Linked DNA regions of Mus musculus: region 1 is linked to region 2. Evidence: chromatin contacts called from public HiCAR-type data. All regions are on one chromosome and are shown on one strand. Each heading gives the region's core, a stretch centred on a gene start, on an enhancer-like site or on the middle of the called end of the contact. The rest is flanking DNA. Distances are from core to core; before and after follow the strand shown. Region 1 holds the start of Zc3h12c (zinc finger CCCH type containing 12C). Region 2 holds the start of Layn (layilin).

What was found. HiCAR-type assays count read pairs that join an accessible place to other places.
Region 1: a contact with region 2 is called in a HiCAR-type map of astrocytes, with 3 times the contacts expected there. The contact joins the promoter of Zc3h12c here to the promoter of Layn in region 2. A contact is called at or near these places in 2 of 39 promoter capture datasets (hippocampal neurons and liver), 1 of 115 datasets of contacts at active chromatin or transcription factors (astrocytes) and 1 of 9 other capture datasets (embryonic tail).

Annotation. Positions count from the first base shown.
Region 1 is chr9:52,147,031-52,154,072 of GRCm38.p6, reverse strand. Zc3h12c (zinc finger CCCH type containing 12C) reads left to right here and starts at 4,710. Exons shown (of 6, transcript NM_001368810.1): 1 at 4,710-4,804. The coding sequence starts at 4,781.
Region 2 is chr9:51,073,083-51,079,927 of GRCm38.p6, reverse strand. Layn (layilin) reads left to right here and starts at 2,834. Exons shown (of 8, transcript NM_001033534.1): 1 at 2,834-3,042; 2 at 3,583-3,606; 3 at 5,783-6,080. The coding sequence starts at 2,958.

The sequences.
Region 1 (7,042 bases), core at 3,461-5,960, 1.1 Mb before region 2:
TGTGTGCTTGTCTTTGAGACACCATCTCATTCTGACGCCCAGGTCAGCCGTGAGCTCAGCGTTTTCCCTTCCCAGTGCTCGGATAACAGCTATAAACCCCTGCACCTTATTTCTTACTCCCTTTGTTCTCTTTACTTTTATTTGCTGTTGATATATTGGGGTTACTTTTAGGATCAAATAAGTCTTATACCAAAGATTTTTGATACTTCATTCTTGGTATGGATTGGGGAAGATGTTTTTATTATAAAACAGTACTGTATTTTTTATTAATCATTTTATTCACTTACATTTCAGGCCAGCATTGGTTTTTGGTGCTTATTTATTTATTCATGGCTTGAAAGGAAGATGTGTCTTGATCATTTTAACCTACTTCTCTACCTGCCAGCCATGGTTAACAGTGAGAAGAAGGGAGCAGAGGGTATGTTTGGAATCTGAGCTCTGCACTGTGTCCCAGCAGGCTGTTTCCATTGGCTTTGTTTCCATCTGGATTGTAATGAATTCGTGTGTACACTCTGTTGTTTGCTTACTTTACTGTGTGAGGTGTGGAATTTGTAGGCCCAGCTGGCCTCCAGGTTGGGGTTCTCCCACCTGCACATCCTGAGTGCTGAGACGGTGGGCAGGTGTCACTACATCTGGCCTCTTAGCATACGGATGGCCAGCCAATATGACTATTGTTAGATTATAAGCTTTTTAAATATAAAATCATTTATATTTGATGATTTACCTTACTGATTACAGCTCATACTTCTTCTTACAGTTGTTAAATACAGGATGTACTTTATTATATTTCTGGTTGGATTATACTCAGGGCCAGATGCAAACATAAACTATGCTGAAGTTTTCATCCTGTGCCTCCTCTTCCTGGTCTTCTCTGGGCGAAGGAACTTAGGAGAATGTATATTTCTTCAGAACATTCTAGAATCACCACATAAACAGTGATATAAGCTCTTGGCATACAGTTGATAGTTTCTTTTAACTGATACTAAGCAGTAGTTTGTATTTAGTTCATATAGTCAGTATTCTCAGTGTTGTGCTCAAGGTTTCAGATAACACACAGAAAAATAGTTTCATGGATGGAAGATCTCATGCCTTCCTAACTAAAATGCTCAGATGTGGCTATTAGTACCCAGTTTATGTTTTTTAAACTATGTATATAAGTTATCTTTTATTTGGATGGTTAGTTCATTTTTTTATACCCTGAGAAATAACAAATTTTGGCTAAAATTTTATCTCGTAACTTTCGGGCACAATTGGGAGATTTTGATAGGATAATCTTCCATGCTGCTGCTGTCAGTCAGAATCCAGAGTGCTCATATATTAAAGAGAAAGGTAACACACTGGGAAAGATAACAGTCAGTGTGAGTCACCTCTGGCCAAGAGACTGGCTTCCAAGCTCAGCCTCCAGGCACCTTTGCATCGCTTTCCTGCTTCACAACAGTACAAGGCCTGATATCAAATGATAGATTCACCCTTCACATTGACAGTTGTGGGGAACACCAAAAGCTGAGCTGGCTCCTTTTCTCTGTGTTACTTTGCATTGTTTCTGTCATATAAGTCTTTTGCAATGACCCAAACAGAGCTCGTAAGGATCAGCTGTTTTTATTTGTCCTGCAATGGGAAGGCCTATGTCACTAAAAATGGCAGATTGGGCCCTTTTCACCTACAGATGTTTTAATGTGCTTAACATTATCCAATACTGGCAAGCAAGAGGGTATAAATATCACAGCAGGATCTGATTAGTTTTTTCAGATCACTGCCCTTATTTGCTGTTTGAAAAAAAGCTTAATCCAGTGCTGTAGCTCAGGCTTCCTGCTGCGCTCTGGGGTAGTTTTCCTTCTTTGTGATTCCTCCCCTCTAGCATTAAAGCTATAAACTAGTAACTGTGGTAGCGAGTGATAAAGAAGAGGAGAAAGCTAAGGGACGTGTAACTGTCCATTCAGACTAGGTAGTTTCCTTTGACAAACAAAAGGAAAAGGCCTTAATACTGTTCTCACCGTGACTTCTGCTTGGGATTTTGGTTGGAGCTGTAATTACTGTGCATGGATTTATGCTGTCCCCATCATATTTATCTGATTTATTGCTTTCAGAGCTGATACCTTTTTTCCCCCACCTTTTAAAAGAGCTCTGGGGATGGAAGGAGGTAGAGATGGATCCTAATTTTCCTCATTTCTGTGATACATGTTTCCCCAAAATGAGGCTTTGCGTTCTGTGTACTTGACCTAGTAATTTGCAATAAACTGTGATGATAAAGACACTTTATCTTACTTTTCAGTGAGCTAATAAATTCAGACCAGAGGTTTAACTGCTTCTGCTGCATCACTACAGTGCTTGGCAGAAAAATAGTAGCGCTCGCTTCAGAAATGAACACAACGTCCAAAATCTAGCAGTTGTGTTTTATTCAACAATGTTGCCACTGGGCTGACAAGATGGCTTAGTGGGTAAAGGAGCTTGCCAGGTGCAACAACCTGAGTTTGATCACTGGGTCCTACATGGTGGAACGAGGGAAGCAACTTAAGAAAGTTATCCCCCTGGGGCTGGAGAGATGGATCAGTGGTTAAAGAGCGCCGACTGCTCTTCCAAAGGTCCGAAGTTCAAATCCCAGCAACCACATGGTGGCTCACAACCATCCGTAACAAAATCTGATGCCCTCTTCTGGAGTGTCTGAAGACAGCTACAATGTACTTACATATAATAAATAAATAAATCTTTAAAAAAAAAAAAAAGAAAGAAAGTTATCCCCTGACCTCCACACTCGCACAGACACACACACACACACATAGCTTCAGTAAATACTAAGTTCTATTGAGTGAAAACATCCATAGACATGATGACCTATAATATCATATTATATTTTTTATTTCTGGAAATAGCTATCAGGTTTTTAGTCAGCATGGTGAATGTTTGTAGTGAGATAGCTGAGATTTTTAAGTGTGTGAAATAGATTTTTCATTTTGTAAATAGAGAAACATCTGACTTGTGTTTGATCGAACATGAAAAGGACAAGGGCAGAAGTCCTGAAGAAAGAGAACTTTCTTGTCCTAGGTTTTCACAGATGGCCCCCTGTGTGTGAAAAGAGAAATTGACTTAGGTTGTTTCAGGTATTTTAGTTTTATATCTTTAAAGTCTGGGCTCTGCATAAATTAGTAGTTCTTAGTCTATACTGGAATTTCATTTGCATTTCAGTGAAAAGGGAGTGTGTATGTGGAACAGTGTGTACAGCTGTATGTGTCCATGTGCATGTGTGATGTACATACATGTGTATGTGTTGCTTCTAGACTACACACATGGGTAGTCTACATCACATAAGTAGATCAGCTGTAGATTTTTTTTCAGCAAGGAATAACTACAATGTCTTATGGTGTTGACATCTGGATTAAATGTTTTCATAATCCTAGCTCACTCAAGAAATAACCTATGCAGCACTCAAGCAAGTAGTCCGTAGGATTATATACGCAGTCATGTGGATCGTGGAAGTAAATCGAGGATACTTATTTAGTATACTTGAGATGTCCTTCAAAATTATCCCAGTATTTCTTGTTAATACTAACATATTCTAGACTTAAATTTGAGTATTACAACTTTGAAATTTTATGAAATACATTTTTAGCAAGTATGTTATAAAAGGTTTTGTTTTTACTTAATTAGATAGCTAACCAGTATCTATAATAAGAGAGTTTTACATTGCTATATTTCATAGCTCAGCTGGTCTGGTCTAATGATTTTAGGTTAAAGTTAGTTTTGTCTAAATGTACATTTTTATGTTACTTCTTTTCACAAACTTAGACCAAATTAGTATTTTATTTTACTATACTTCTAGAGAACTTTTAAAATTAATTCTATTTGTAAACTCATATGCCTTTGATTTTGCTATTTTCACCAGCTCTAAGTTTTATTATCTTGTAACACACTAACAGATACCTTTTTTTGTTGTCTTTTTTTTTTTTTTTTTTTTTTTTTTTTTTTTTTTTCCAAGACGGGCTTTCTTTGTGTAGCCCTGGCTGTCCTGGAACTCACTCTGTAGACCAGGCTGGCCTCGAACTCAGAAATCCGCCTGCCTCTGCCTCTCCAGTGCTGAGATTAAAGGTGTGCGCCACCACGGACCACCGGCCAGCTAACAAATACTTGAAAGTACAGATTTTCCACTGTAGCCAGAGAAATAGATTAACTATAACTTCTGCCTCATTTCACCAGTAACTGATCTATTATAAGAGATTGCTGCAATAGTTAACTGCTACTTTGACACACCTCATTTTCTTTCTCTCTCAAAGAAAGATGAAACACTAATAGACTAATATATAGCCTCAACTTTTTTGGAAACATGCAACTTTTCTACTTTAAAATATAATTGCTTTCATTGTTTTCGTGCATTAAAAACAGAGGCAAGGCTGAAGTCTGCCCAAGCCAGGTGTTTCTTGTTGGCAGCCTGCTCCCTAATGACTGCTCGCATAGAGAGCAGCTGCCTACTAGTCAGCTTTGTATGGCCTATTGTTGCTGCACACCCCTCATTTAATACACATGCTGCCCGGGGCAGACCCAAGAATGACATCAGCTTGCTTATCTTAGGAACCTATGAACCTGACGCAGGGTGCTGAGGTTGTCTTGCATCTGCCTGACTAACTAATTGTGAGCTTTCTGGCCTGTGATTGGCTGTTGCTCCACTCGGTAATAGGTTAAGCAAAGACATTGCCATTCCATCTGTTCAACCACTCATTGTTCTTCTTGCCTGCCTGGAAGTCTGCAGCTAAAATTGTTGTTACTGCTGGAGCTGCCACAGAAACCAATGTCTTTGTATTTTCCTGCTAACGTAAGTATCTATGCTACTTACTGCTTTTAGAAGTTAAACTTTGCTGTAAAGGCTATAATCTCAGCTCTGTGCAGGAGAAGAGGCACCACAAAAGAAAAGGAAAGTGTTGGTGCCAGTATGCTAAGAGAAACTGGTTCTTTCTGAGAATATATCTGTGAGGCAGAGTTTTATATTTGTATGTTTTTGCATACACTTACTTTTAGCTTGTGAATGCGTGTAAGCCTTGGGCATTAAGCAATCCTCGGGAGCTTAGGGCAAGTTATACCCAAGTTCTAATCTCCTGCTAAACAACAAATTTAGATTTTCTCTTGTCAAGTGCTTTTGTTTCTCACGGCATCCCTGTGAAATGCTGGTCAGGTTCAGTGGATTGTTTCTGTGGTGTGAAGAGTCTAGTTTGCAGAGATGGATTGAGACTGATCGCTGTTTCCAACAGCTGCTTTTAAAGGTGATGATTAAGCATTCGGGTGCTTTGTCAACAATGTCAGTATTGGTGTGGGATTTAGTTCCTTTCTCTTTCTTTTCCTCTTCTGTTAATTTCAGATATCAGGTTGAAGATGCCATCCCAGTTAGTTTCAAGAGTTCTGTAATGGGGAGCTGATAAGTAGACAAAGACTTTCATCTGTCAGTTGGGAGGGAACGAAAGAACATAAAGGGTTAAAGAGAGGTTTTCGTTTCTACCACATGCCCCATTGTGTGAACATATGCATAAGTCTATTGAAAGTTTTCAGAAGATAGGCAGGCCACCAGTTGCTGGTCTCCTGCAGTTCCAGTAGACATCTGTTGCCCCAGAACATTAACCAATCTGTTCAAAGGAACATCCTTCCTTTGTTAGCTAGAGGGGTGCAGACAACAGTGCTCACTCAAGTACAATGGTAATTAAATACGGGAAGACCATAGCAGTAGGTATTTATTACATATTCATTATTTTACTCTCATTGTTCTCTAGTATAACCATTTGGATAGCAACCAGAACCTACTTTCATGCATTGTGACTTTACAAACAAATAATTTGATGTAGCAAGTTTATGGCCTAATATTCCTGGTCACTATCGTGCTCTTTAGAATGATAAAAACAAGCTTTACCCAGGTTAAGGTGAGTTGTTATCCAAGTTGCCTATTGAGAACTAGCAAACAATCTTTTTACTAAATAGAGGAATTCCAGTAGATGCAATAAATTTCAGATCAGTGCCCTTCATGTCCTAAACCTGCATTTAGCCACTATAGTTATTTTTTTTTTGACAACTGAAAGAATAAGTCACTTTTCATCATCATGTACAAAATTAACATAATTTGTTCTTTTTCAACAAATACTATTATTTAAGTTTTAGATAGTCTTTATCAAGAAAAAGAGTGAATTTCTGATATATCTAGAGATAGTCTATGGATATTTTAAAACTGGGTATGTCTTTATTGTATTTTTGCCTAGTATTTTTTTGTTCAAGAACAGAATATCTTTATTATATCTGGGTATAATGTACAAGCCACCATATAGAATGGTTCTGTGATACAAAGTTTACAGTTTCTTCTCAGAGTTCTCCGGTGACTCTGGAAGTACAAGCTGGTCTATTCTGTAGTGATGCTGTGACCCTGCTTCTGCAGGAACAGAGGAAAATGACCATACTGGTTGATTTTATTTGAGTTTTATACTTGCATAAGCTTAGGCTTGACTGAATAATACAAAACTTTAAAAGTCTAAACCATTCATGGTTTAGAAATTAAAAGATATTATTGCATTGCATATGATAAGTAACACATTCTATGAATTCTTTTTCTTTGAAAACTTAGTAGTCATTGTTAAACTGCTAAGCAGACAGAGGCACCGTGGCACTCTTCACTGTGCACAGCTTTGGGTGTTAACTTCTTTAAGCTCTGTGTGTCCCACTACTGCTATTTGTATCTCTTCAAATATTAAGGCTCATATCAAATTCTGGATTGTTTTTAAAGGCCCTGTTAAGTCATGGCAAGTTTTACGAGCTACAACTTGATCAGAAGCACTCTACAAATGGAAGTTTTAAAATCCAAATGTTTACCATCTCAGTCAATACAAATCAAGTTATTGCAATTGTTCATTTAAAACCTAGACCATGCTTGCATTTAGTTTTAACATTGGAAAGCACTATTGGCTATTATTGAAAAACATATTGTGAAATGTTATTTAAATAGTATGTACAAATGAAATTGAAAGTATTAGTGTTTGCTAACTATGTTACTATAAAGAACTATTAAAGAGTTTAACGC
Region 2 (6,845 bases), core at 1,585-4,084:
GTGTCTTCAGTGGACCTGAATAAATGCAGATACACTAAAAGTATCATAGAAGGTACTAAGGAAATGGCTTGGTGGCCATGAGTGCTTCTCACATAAGCATGAGAACCTGTGTTTGGATCCCTAGCATCTCCACAAAAGGCCAGACATACAATATCAGCACCTACAATCCCAGTCTTGGAGGCAGAGACTGGAGGATCTGTAGAGGTGACATGGCTCTCACTAGCCTACCAATCTAGGCAATTGGTGAGCTCCAAATTCAGCAGAGACATAGTCTCAAAAAGTGATATGGATAGTAAAATAAGCACAAAATAAGAAGTGGAGGAAGACACCCAATGTCACCCAATGTCTGGCCGCCATAAGTCATGCATAAGTACACACACACACACACACACACACACACACACACACACACAAATGCATACATACATGTACCACACATACAAAGCACAGAAATTGTATTATAGAACATTACTTTCAGACTGTGTTATAAGATGTATAGGAAACAATTCTGGGTTTGAAATTGGGTCTTATCACCAAAATATCTCATTATATATGTGTGAATATTCCAAAGTGCAAAAAAAGCATTTTAACTGGTTTTTTAATTAACTTTGAGCTCATCAAGCTGAGGAATGGATCCTGGGCCAAAGAAATTTTACCAAGGAAAATAACGCATTATGAGTTTTCTTGTCAACTAGCCCTCCCACAGTGGCACATGCCTGAGTTGCCAGGAATAACAGGTAGTTCTTACTACAACAGGACCACTTAACAAAGAGTTCTAAAGCAATCTTTGGAGCTCATACAAGGTCAGCTCAGGTTCTGACTGATCTGATTCCAGGCTACTTGAAGCACTCTGCCAATGGACTGCATCACATACCACCCTCTTGGGGACACTCATGAACCAGTAGGATATCTGAGGCCTGCTCCTCTCAGAGAGTCAGACGATGAAAGAGAATAAGAACAGGAAAGGGGTTTTCTGCTGTGGGCTCCAAGTCCTGGTTTATTCCATTGATTAATAACTCTCACGGCCTAGGGAAACATTCTACTTTTTTAGTAAAGAGAACTCTATTAGCATAATAAAGAATATGTATCCTGGGAGGTGGGAAGTATTGGGGTCATTACTGTAAGCCACTACACTCAGTTAATTGCATCTGCTAACAAAGCCCCGATATGGACCAAAGTCAGAGTGTCAAAGGGAGAACTGAAGACACAATTATTTAAAGCAATGTGGTAGTTTCATAAGTGAAACAGATCTTGTAATATTAGAAATAAATTATTTAAGATGACATTAAGTCAAGTATAACTGCACATTTTCATACATATTTGCCTCGGCAAACCATCACAAAACTGTTATGGCAATTATTAATGCCATCAAGATATATAATGAATAAAATGACTTGCCAACGGACACACAGACACCAAGGAAATGCAGCGTTTCAAGCAGACCATCAGGTGCCACTTCTGTGTCCCACCACCACCACAGTTGCTTTGCTGGGGAGACAGTCTAGAGAGAATGGTTGGTGTGAGATAGTCTAACCGGAACACAGGAAAGGGTTGCCAGTCCCCACCTGTTGGTGCCGGGGTTCTGTAATCACACAGCTCCTGCTCTGTTCTCAGCTGGAGCTAAGACAGATCCATCCCTACTCCTGCTTTATCTCAGGCCTGTTTAGAACAAGTGTGTCAAGAGTGTGGAAGCACCTCTGCTTCGTTTCTTAAAAGATTTATTTATTTGCATTTTATGTGTTGTGGGTGTTTTCCCAGCATGTATGTATGTATGTATGTGCATCACATGCAAGCCTCGTGCCTCTGGGCCAGAAGAAGACAGGAGATCCCTGGAACTGGAGTTACAGTTGATTGTGAGCCACTGCCCGGTGCTGGGATTGAACCCAGTCCTATGCAAGAGTAATGACTGCTCTTAACCACTGGTCCATTTCTCAGGGCCCCTTCTCTGCTTTTCTGACTGCTCTGCTGAAAAGCTGGATAAACAGGAAAACAGAAGCAAACTGGAACCAAAATCCAGAAGGCAGTAACCGAGATGTGGTTTCTGCTACGCTTCGCAATACCATAGTATACCGGAAAGATCAATGAACTCTCAGCTTTCTACTTCATAGATTTTCGATGGGAGACTGGATCTACTGTGCGAATGTATTTGAGAACACACATGTAAACACAACTACTGTGGGAGTGTAAAGGGGAGCATACACTTGGGTTGGTTATGAAAGCTTCCATAGGAAGAATAGGATCATTCTTTGCAACGGGAGTCATTTTTCTGTCCACCAAAAGCTGAACTCCACTAAACCACTCCTATCTTCCAATATGTGCCCTACACAAAGCAAAGTGTCTTTCTGGTTGAGATCTGGAATACTCTAGCTTCTGCTGGAGGTCTCCCTCAGGCCAAGTCTGAAATGCCTCTAGTCAGTAGACACACTGCCTGCTTGAGAATCTGTTCCTCCCTTGCTCAAGTTCTTTCCCAGGTGCTGCCCTGGTCTGACGCTTACTGTGGTGTAAGTAGGGGTTTTGCTACTTTAGCCCACTAGAGCTGGGTAGTGATGAGGGCAAGAGGCTATACTGTTTGAAAGTACAGTACCCGCTTTCCACCTTCTGGGAGTTCAAAAACTAGTGGGATTTTTCTCTTAGGCAAACTCAGAATCTCCCTGGGCGGCTCTCTGCAAAGAGCGGCCCCTTCCGTTGGCTACTCCCCCTGAGTTAGCAGTTTCTGGAGTCCAGAGCACTAGACGTTGGGGGCGGGCCAGCCCAAGGGGCTGCCTTCCCCCGCAGTGACGTCCCAGGGGGTGGATGGGCAACCAACGACTCAGAGCCCTCCCGGACTCCGCCCAGTGCGGGGTCTGTGGATCCTTGGGAGATGCAGCTGCCTTGGTTGCAGTTGCTCAAACGCAGTCGTCTACTTGCCCACTTCTCTGCCTTAGTCCCAGGGTGTCGGGAGGCACTGGAGTCCAGCCATGCAGCCGGGAGCAGCGCTGCAGGCTATGTTGCTGGCGGTGCTGCTGGCCAAACCGAGGGATTCGAAGGGTCGCCTGCTGAGCGGTGAGTGTGTGTCCTGGGGGAGAGGGCTGGTGCCAGAGCACCTGGGGTTGATGCACCCAGTAAACCTCAGCAGTTGAGGACTGTCTTCAGGGTCACTGCACCCTGGCCCCTTTATGTAGTGGGGCAATCCCCAGATCCAACCCCGGACCCAATCAGCCTTCTTGAATTCTCTGCTTCCAGGGAGCAAAAATGCAACCAGCTCCAGTTCCTGGGGCCACCCTAGGTATCCGCAACGCTGGAAGTCAGTTCTCTCCCCGGGGTTACTAAGGGGTGAGGAGGATGTAGCTTGGGTGGGGCAGTTGGCAAACTTCTTCCAGTGAGTGCCCCTTGAGCGCCATGCTGCCTGGACCCTTCTAGTGGAGGCAGCCGATCCTGGATCCGCAGGGCTATGGGAACTGTACCTGTTACTCTCCTCTGAGGGGAGGGTGGCTGGCCTGGAAATGCTTGGAGATTGGGAAAGCGCCTAGTTAGCCAGGAACCAGCCCTGCCAGGCTCCAAGAGTGACTCTCTGCTTCCTTCCCTGTGTGTGTGTCACTGCAGCCTCGGACTTGGACCCCAGAGGAGGTACAGTGGTCCGACTTCTTTCTTGTTCCACTAGGTCTGCATGGGGCGCGGGGGTGGGGGGGGGGGTTGGGGGGTGGGTGGGAGGAGCGTGGGCGGGGAGCGATCGGTATCTTTTTATCAGGTTCCCTTTGGCCAAGAGGGATGGAGTAGAATTGGAATCTCCACTGTATTCTAGCTTGTGGGTCTGGTTTAAGAAATCTAACTTTGGTTTCAGGATTGGGAGGGGGTGTTTGGCTAAGCAGAGGAGCTGCTGACGCCACTGGGAGGGTTAGGGCTGCATGGCTCTGTGCTTGGTGACAGGAGACCTCCTGCCTGCCCTTCCCCTTCCTGCAAATGAGAAAAGAAAGACACTTCCTGAAGGCAGGGGAACCAGATGGGTCCTGGGCCTCCTTCCAGCTCTGGTACTCCCTAGAACTCACTAGCATACACTAGACATATGCCGCCAGCCTGGACCATACAGGAAACTCTATCAAGGTGTTAAGCTTTCTCTTGGCAGTCTGGCCTGGAAAGGCAGGCGGGACCACTAGTAAAAGCAACTGCAGCTTCTCTTGTACCAGGTTTGGGGGTGTTCAGGGCTCTTTGCAGTCCTCCAATGCCTGCATTCTCCTCTCTGGAACACTTCCCCGGTGAGAAGCCCAGCATCTGAGCACTCTCATCCGCTGGGAGCCTGTTCTGTTAGAAACCTCTAACAAGGCAGGCAAGTACAGGATGCTCCCAGCTCCTTGTCCACTGAGAGTTTATCAAAGCATGGAGATTTGGGGAGAATCTTGTATAGCTCCCTCATAGATAGCACTGTCTGTGGCCTTTTGGTTTGTATGCTGGACAATTAATGGACATAAAAAAAAAAAACCATCGTCTGGCTTTCTACAGAGCTGAAATCTTGGGGATATTAAAACATTCCAGAAAGTCTGACAATATAAAATCATTTACGCCTTCTTCCATGGCAGCAATTCACACCTGTAGCCTGAAGTTTGGCTCTTTCATTACAGGGACTGGTTTCCTTGTTGAAATTTGGTTTTTATTTTGTACCCTTACATCCAGAATCATGCTGTGGGCTCCTGTGGGTTAGGAATTGGCATTTCTGTATTCTCAATACCTAGCACACCAAGCGAGGGGGATTTACCCAATAAATGCTGACTGAACAGAGGGGTGACTGGGATGGGTTTCAGCTGCAGCAAGACTCCAGTCATCCAGATACAAGCTAGGGCAGCCTGTGCTAGTGAACAGCTTGCTACTTGCTGCTCAGTGGAATCTCATCCATTTTTCTGAAACAGTCTTCAGTCCTTCAAGTGTCAATCAAATGAGAGATGGGCTCCCAGTGCAAGCTGAGTCTGTAGGGGAATGTGGAGCCATCAAGACAGTTCAGTGGTTCTGGTATGACTCAATACTCAGATCTGGATTCTGCCTCTGCTAATGCTCCCGATAGTTTATGACAAATCACTTACTATGAGCTTCAGTTTTCTCACTTATAAAGTGAGACATAAACAGTCCTGACACAGAAGACTGTTATGAGAACCAAAGGAAATTATAAAACTTTGACCATAGCCTTGGGACATGGAAAGAGTTCAATAAACTCTAGCTATTGTCTTTAGGTTAGAGATCTGACCATCAGTAGCAGAAAACCCCACAAAAGCTCTTAGCTTCTGCTCACCAGAGATGAGCAAGTTAGTTCCACTGCATAGACAGGGGATTTCAGGGTAGAGGAATCCACAACTGACGTCAGAGTGTCCCTCTACACTGAAGGAAGCACTTCACAGCAACTCTTATTCTAAGTCCCATAATTTCACAAGACTCCCTAAGAGCATGAACATCATCTTTGTACACATCAAGTGAAGCCGTAATATTTTCCTACTTATTTTAAAATATAGAAATATCTTCATCAATCTGCACTGGAACAAAAACACAGATCCCCTACACAATACAGACATCAGCATTTAAAATCACTTTAACTTTGTGTTGCAAAGAGTACTAATTTTCTCTAGAAAGCCTGAGTGGTAACAGTCCAAAGATGGACAATCAGAATTCCTGCCCAGAGGAAGCTTCATTGAGATGTTTCTAAGTACATCTGCTCTGGTATACTTTAATGGAGAACTGAGACAGGTTGCTTTCTCTTTCCCCTACCTCCCCGACCTCTCTCTCTCTCTCTCTCTCTCTCTCTCTCTCTCTCTCTCTCTAGGGCAGCTGGTCTGCCGAGGAGGAACACGGAGGCCTTGCTATAAAGTCATTTATTTCCATGACGCCTTTCAAAGACTGAACTTTGAGGAAGCCAAAGAAACCTGCATGGAGGATGGGGGACAGCTCGTCAGCATTGAGACAGAGGATGAGCAGAGGTTGATAGAAAAGTTCATTGAAAACCTCCTGGCATCTGATGGTGACTTCTGGATTGGCCTCAAGAGGCTGGAGGAGAAACAGAGCAATAACACAGCCTGCCAGGACCTTTATGCTTGGACAGATGGAAGCACATCACAGTTTAGGTAAGCATGTGGATCCCACGGCGGCTGATTCCCTTAACATAGCTCAGAAAAGAGATGAGCAGGACCCATGGTGTCAGAATCACAAGAAAGTCCAGACAGAGCCATGGTGGCAATGCCAACAGAATGACCATGACCACCGACCAGGGCAGTATGACACAGGTGGCAAACTCAGCATTGAGTTGGGCCCAAAGTGCCCTGTTCAGGCGGGTGAAGCCCAGCCGAATGTTTTTCAATAGCATGCCATGTGTGAGGGCCTGTGGTTCTGGCTCTCTGACCCTTGGAGATAAGATAAGACTGTATTGAGAAACTAAAGGTACATAAAGATGGGACAAGGGAAGGACTCCAGACCACAGGGGAGAGTGATAAACTGAAAAAAAAAGAATCAGAGCCAGTATTTTACTCTACCAACTGACCAAGGGTGGAGACTTTAAGAAAGCTGCAGTTGGGCTGGAGAGATGGCTCAGCCATCAAATGCTAGGCTCACAACCAAACATTAAGAAAGCAGCAGTTTGTAGGAAACAATCTCACAGCATCAAGATCCTGATGAACACTGATAACCCACTGTCCACAATGACATTGTCATCATCTCTTCCTAAAAGATACAGGGACATGGAAGAACATTTTTAAAATGTCATCATTACAAGGCCACATAGGAAAGGGGAAACAATCTATCAAAAAGCTAATCTCTGTATGATAGTTGTAAGCCAATTTAAATACATAAATGATAAAATACAAAGGCCTCACAGACAAAAAGGCAAAATACCT